2 separate regions of the Mus musculus genome follow, and region 1 is linked to region 2. Evidence: chromatin contacts called from public HiChIP or PLAC-seq data. All regions are on one chromosome and are shown on one strand. Each heading gives the region's core, a stretch centred on a gene start, on an enhancer-like site or on the middle of the called end of the contact. The rest is flanking DNA. Distances are from core to core; before and after follow the strand shown. Region 1 holds the start of Ces2h (carboxylesterase 2H). Region 2 holds the start of Ces2g (carboxylesterase 2G).

Region 1 (3,002 bases), core at 224-2,723, 39 kb before region 2:
GTCTTTTTCAGTATATGTTACAGAATTGGATGGCTGAATTTGAACAGATCCCTTCGGGAATTGAGACTTCAGGTCAACTCCACCCGCTTGGACCTGTCCCTGACCAAAGGATTACCCAATTGGATCTCCTCAGCATTTTCTTTCTTTAAAAAATGGGTGGGATTAATATTATTTGGAGATACACTTTGCTGTGGATTAGTGTTGCTTCTTTGATTGGTCTGTAAGCTTAAGGCCTAAACTAGGAGAGACAAGGTGGTTATTGCCCAGGCGCTTGCAGGACTAGAACATGGAGCTCCCCCTGATATATGATATATCTATGCTTAGGCAATAGGTCGCTGGCCACTCAGCTCTTATATCCCATGAGGCTAGACTCATTGCACGGGATAGAGTGAGTGTGCTTCAGCAGCCCGAGAGAGTTGCAAGGCTAAGCACTGCAATGGAAAGGCTCTGCGGCATATATGAGCCTATTCTAGGGAGACATGTCATCTTTCATGAAGGTTCAGTGTCCTAGTTCCCTTCCCCCAGGCAAAACGACACGGGAGCAGGTCAGGGTTGCTCTGGGTAAAAGCCTGTGAGCCTAAGAGCTAATCCTGTACATGGCTCCTTTACCTACACACTGGGGATTTGACCTCTATCTCCACTCTCATTAATATGGGTGGCCTATTTGCTCTTATTAAAAGAAAAAGGGGGAGATGTTGGGAGCCGCGCCCACATTCGCCGTTACAAGATGGCGCTGACAGCTGTGTTCTAAGTGGTAAACAAATAATCTGCGCATGTGCCAAGGGTATCTTATGACTACTTGTGCTCTGCCTTCCCCGTGACGTCAACTCGGCCGATGGGCTGCAGCCAATCAAGGAGTGACACGTCCGAGGCGAAGGAGAATTCTCCTTAAAAAGGGACGGGGTTTCGTTTTCTCTCTCTCTTGCTTCTCTCTCTTGCTTCGCTCTCTCTTGCTTCTTGCTCTCTTGCTGCTTACACTCTGGCTCCTGAAGATGTAAGAATAAAGCTTTGCCGCAGAAGATTCTGGTCTGTGGTGTTCTTCCTGGCCGGTCGTGAGAACGCGTCTAATAACAATAGGGAATGTCCTGACTCGTCATCTTGAGTCTGTCTGGCCTTGTTAATCTGCCACTCCTCAAAACCCCCTCCTTTTCAGTTCCATCCTTGAAGGCGAGCATCTTCAGGTAGCCACTATGCTTTTAGCTTTAGGCGGCCCACCTTGACACTTGCAGAGTATCACACAAGTAAGCAATGGGCTTCACCATTTCAGCCTTGCCATTTCCTTGCCCATCCTTGGCCATTTCCTCCCTTACTCTCCCTTAGTCTCTTCACAGTTTGGCAGCTCTGACATAATTCCCTTCACTCCCCTGAGAGCCTCACCCTGGACCCGGAGGAGAAGCAGGAGCCCACAGGTCGCGGTGGTTAGCCGAGCATGAATTTGTTCCAGTCTCATGGTTGGTACACAGGCGTGTTTCTGAACTTCTGTAGGGCAGGTCAGGCTTTACCAGAAGGCAACTGAGGATTGGAGCTGGAGTTTGGACCCTGCAGAGTGTGGGCAGGGCTCTGGGTGGGGCCTGGCAGGGTGGGTACTGCAGGAGAACGACTCTGAGCAGACTGGGCTTGTGAAAGCCAAAATCAGCAGACAGGGATTATAGACACCTCCACACTTCCTGTGTTTCTTTTGACCTCCTCTGAAGGTGCTATGTGGCGTCTACAGCCCCTTAAACACAGGGACCTGCACCTGCAACTTGCAACCACTAAGTGTAAGGACATGACAGTCACAGGTGGAAGGAAGGTGTCAGGGATGAGAAGACAGAGCAGAAAGCTGATGCTAGAGAAATCGAAGGGCTTCTCTGAAGAGACACACCATAGTGACCCACATTAGAGAATGGCCACACCTATTGTGGGGCGAAGGGAGCTGGGAGGGCAAATACAAGGCAGCTACGACGGTTCCTTCAATCCTGAAAACTTCTCGTTCGTTTCTGGATTCATGATTTACTTGTTTCTCCTGCCCTGGTCCCTTAATCCCCATAGTCATGGTGTGAAAATCTGCATGGACTCTTCCTTGGTCTCAGGGACATTTCTGTATGTGTGCATGCATGCACACACACACACACACACACACACACACACAGAGAGAGAGAGAGAGAGGGAGAGAGAGAGAGAGACAGAGACAGAGACAGAGAGAGACAGAGAGACAGAGAGAGACAGAGACAGAGAGACACAGAGAGAGAAATAAAATAAAATAAAATAAAATAATAAATAAAAAAAAGGAGTCTAAAGGCAATGTTGACTAGTGTGAATAGTCCCAGAACTTGGGAAGTGGAGGCAGGTGAATCCTGAGTTTGGTTAAATCATAGTTACACAGGAAGGCTGAGTGTCAACAGACAAAATCCAAACAAGCAAAATCATAGTAACAACAATAACAGTAAAAGCAACAATAATAAACAAATAAATAAATAATAAATGAAAGTCCAGGTGAATATCTGCAATCGAATATCAGTGCATGCCCACCCCTAGTAATTCTTCTAGCTAGGCCCTACCTCGTAAAGAATCCAGCGGTCAAACTATTCCCCTAGCTATATGAATATTTTGTTCAAAAGAAACTACCATTTTGTTTTCAGATTATTTAATCTTAGGGAAAAGTTAAATTCAAGGTCCCAGGCCTTAGGGGAGCTGGGGACTTCCCTATAGCTCAACGGCTTCTGTTGAAAACAGTTGTCTAAGTACAGCCATCTCAATGACAACTTCTCCATCTTGCTGGCAGGTTTAAACCAGTTCACGTTCCCAGGCCTAGGAATGACCTGCTTCTTTGTCTCTTTATCACTCTGAGCTCTGGACCTAATATCTAGGAGAATGAATTAAGGACCTTGAAGCCAAGTGCCCTGGATATGACCCAGTCTCCAACAGGTTTAACCCATAATGTCAAAATACAATTGGATAACACCGCCCCTCTCTCCTTGCTCTGTGTTCCTAACCTATAAAAATGTTGCACAACCTCCCTT
Region 2 (2,857 bases), core at 205-2,704:
AGTGTCTCTACAGGGAATTAATTACATATACTTGTTCCCTGGCCAATGACACTTGGCCATATAGGTTGTCACAGTGACTGTGAGGGTAGAGTTATCAAGTATCCGTCATTGCTGCACACCTCAGTGATCTGGAGTATATTCTCCTGATTTCAGAGGCAATGCTGTCTAATAGGTCACATTAACTCATACCTGGAGATCCCTCCCATTGTGGCAGAGAACACTGGGCATAATCTGAATCCTTGAACAATTTTATCTTAGCTCATCTCAATCTTGCCTGATGCTAACTTTCTCTGAGTGCCAAGCTCTGACCCAGAAGCCTGGCACAGTTGTTCTCATCAGGCTTAGCACATCATCAGAAAAATGCACGGGGCACTCATCCACAAAGAGAGAAAACTGCTCTGTAGCTGAAACGAATGAGACACTTCAGCATGGCCCAGAGCTCAGAGCACAGTCTCCCCCAGTACCTGAAACCCTCTGGGTCCAGAACTTACATGGCTGGCTGTGAGGTTCCATCTCTCACACCACTCCATGGCTCAGGGGCCTCAGGAGGTGCAAAGCGCAGTGGTCCTACAGGAGGCTTGGCAAAGGGGATTCCCAGGAAGGTGTGGACACCAGCTTTAGTGTCCTTCACGTGAATGAGCCTGCCTTGGACCTGGCCAGAGTGTGTGCTTCTGATGGGGCTGGTCTCTGGTGAGTCGTGACCTGGTAGAGAGAGAGATGCTTCAGGGTTAGTTTTCTGTAATCAGTTGCCACAAGGTTGTGGGAGTTCCTATCTCACTGTTATCAGGGCACAGGCAAAGGGAACCCATAACCGCCTCCCTAGTTCAGTTGTAGGGTGTGAGTGTGGAAACTCCTTTATCCCTCAGACCTTGGATCCTTTCCTATTCCTATTTTGAAGGGCTCTACAGCGTTTCTGTAGGCCAAAGAACCATTTGGCTATACGAATTATTATTATTATTATTATTATTATTATTATTAAAAGGTAAGTTGTAGCTATATACCAAGAAAAGAAAATGACTTCTCATTTTCATTTGAATTGTCTAGCATTTTCTCTAGAGCTCCTTACAGTGAACTGTCTCCTCAGTATGGAGTGATCTTAGATGTCTCTGACTCTGTATGCTAGTGGGCTCATAAAATCTGAGGGTTTTGGTCAGTGAATCGGGAGGCACAGGTTTCCCACACTTTTAGCTGTCATTTCCAAACCCTTCCCCCTGCCCTGTGCCTTCCCTCCCACAAGCTCAGCTCTGACATGCAGAAGTTGGCAGCTCTGACTCCAGTCATTCCCCATGCCAGTTTAGTGAGCCTCACCCTGCACATGGCCGAGGAGAAGCAGGAGTCCAAAGAACACAGCATCCAGCCAGCTATGCATTTGGTTCCGTGGCATGGCCGGCTCTCAGGCTCTGAGTCTGTGCTGCTAGGAGGACCACGTTTCACAAACAGGAAGCAGAATATGTGAGCCTTGCCCAGGCAGGAATTTGAGCCAAAAAGATAAAGGTGGAGCAAGTTCTCATTGTAGAAGAACTGTTTAGTCAGAAGTAACTGGAGCCAATGGCCTGGAGGCAGGGCAAAGTCGCTGTATTTATCAGGATTTTCCAGAGTAGCAGGGCTTATAGAATGAATCTCTCTACATAAATATATAGAAACTGGATTTATTAGAACAACTTACAGGCAATGGCGCTAGTAATTGAACCGTGTCTAGCTATGAATAGAAAGAATCCAGCAGTTGCTCAATCCACAAGGTTGGATGTCTCATCTGGTCTTCAGTCGATGCTGAAATCCTGGAGAAGTAGGCTCTAATGCCAGTTAAGGACTGGACTTGCTAGCAAGGTGGGAGCAAGCAGGCAAAGATCCAAATATTCTATCTAGTTTCCCCTCTGAAAATCCCCTATCCTCTCCCCCCTCCTTCTGCTTCTGCTTCCTGGCCCAGGCATTCCCCTATACTGGGGCATAGAACCTTTACAGGACCAAGAGCCTCTCCTCCCATTGATGACCAACTAGGCCATCCTCTGCTACATATGCAGCTAGAGCCATGATTCCCTCTTTGATTGGTGGTTTAGTCCCAGGGACCTCTGGGGTTACTGGTTAGTTCATATTGTTGTTCCTCCTAGGGACAGGCATGTGCTTCCTTACCTCAAATGTTCAGACTAAAAGTAAATTTGTCTACTTCAAACCAAGCAAACAACCTCTCACTGGTGTACTCTCCATTTCCAGATTCTAGATGTAGTCAAGTTGATAGCAAGAATAGCCATCAGGGTTGCCTCTGCTGTTTCTGTTCCCTCTTTGGCCTCCCAGAAAGGCATATCATGGATTCTAGAGATCATCTGGGATACCAGAAATGCTGTCCCCTCACCTGGGCAGGAAGCGCTAACAGGAGCTCTAACAGTGAGAAGGTCATAGTCAAGATGTCACAGGAGAATCAGGCAAATGCGGGAGCTCTGAGTGTGACATTCATTTTCAAGACTCCCCTGACCTTTGAAAACTCAGTTTTCTGAGTCTGCTTCCAGGGTCCCTGGTCCCTATGATGATATTAGGGTATACATGGACCCTCCTTGTTAGGTTACATTCCTTTCATCATAACACACTGCAATTCTGGAGCATTTCAAGTCCGCAGCCCCTGTTCATTATGATGTGTCTCCTCTGCTGGCCAAGATCAACTTCACAGTTATTTATTAACTTAATCGATATTTTTAATGTTTGCATTTATTTATGTATTGTGCTCATGTATATATTATGAAGGTTCTTCCATGCCATGGATCACATATGGAGATAAAAGGAGAATTTGTGTAAGTTCGTATTCTCATACTGTGTGGACCACAAAGTGATACTTGGGTCATCAGGGTTGGAGGGACATTTTCTT

Evidence for each region. HiChIP or PLAC-seq counts read pairs in DNA pulled down with a chosen protein or histone mark.
Region 1: a contact with region 2 is called in an H3K4me3 HiChIP or PLAC-seq map of intestinal villus epithelium, with 12 read pairs. The contact joins the promoter of Ces2h here to the promoter of Ces2g in region 2. A contact is called at or near these places in 1 of 15 datasets of contacts at CTCF or cohesin (CD8 T cells), 1 of 484 Hi-C or Micro-C datasets (liver), 2 of 115 datasets of contacts at active chromatin or transcription factors (embryonic stem cells and intestinal villus epithelium) and 1 of 9 other capture datasets (liver).

The regions. Positions count from the first base shown.
Region 1 is chr8:104,999,301-105,002,302 of GRCm38.p6, reverse strand. Ces2h (carboxylesterase 2H) reads right to left here and starts at 1,473. Exons shown (of 12, transcript NM_001272045.2): 1 at 1,378-1,473. The coding sequence starts at 1,450.
Region 2 is chr8:104,960,315-104,963,171 of GRCm38.p6, reverse strand. Ces2g (carboxylesterase 2G) reads right to left here and starts at 1,454. Exons shown (of 12, transcript NM_197999.2): 1 at 1,309-1,454; 2 at 492-702. The coding sequence starts at 1,384. It also overlaps a transcript of Ces2f not described here.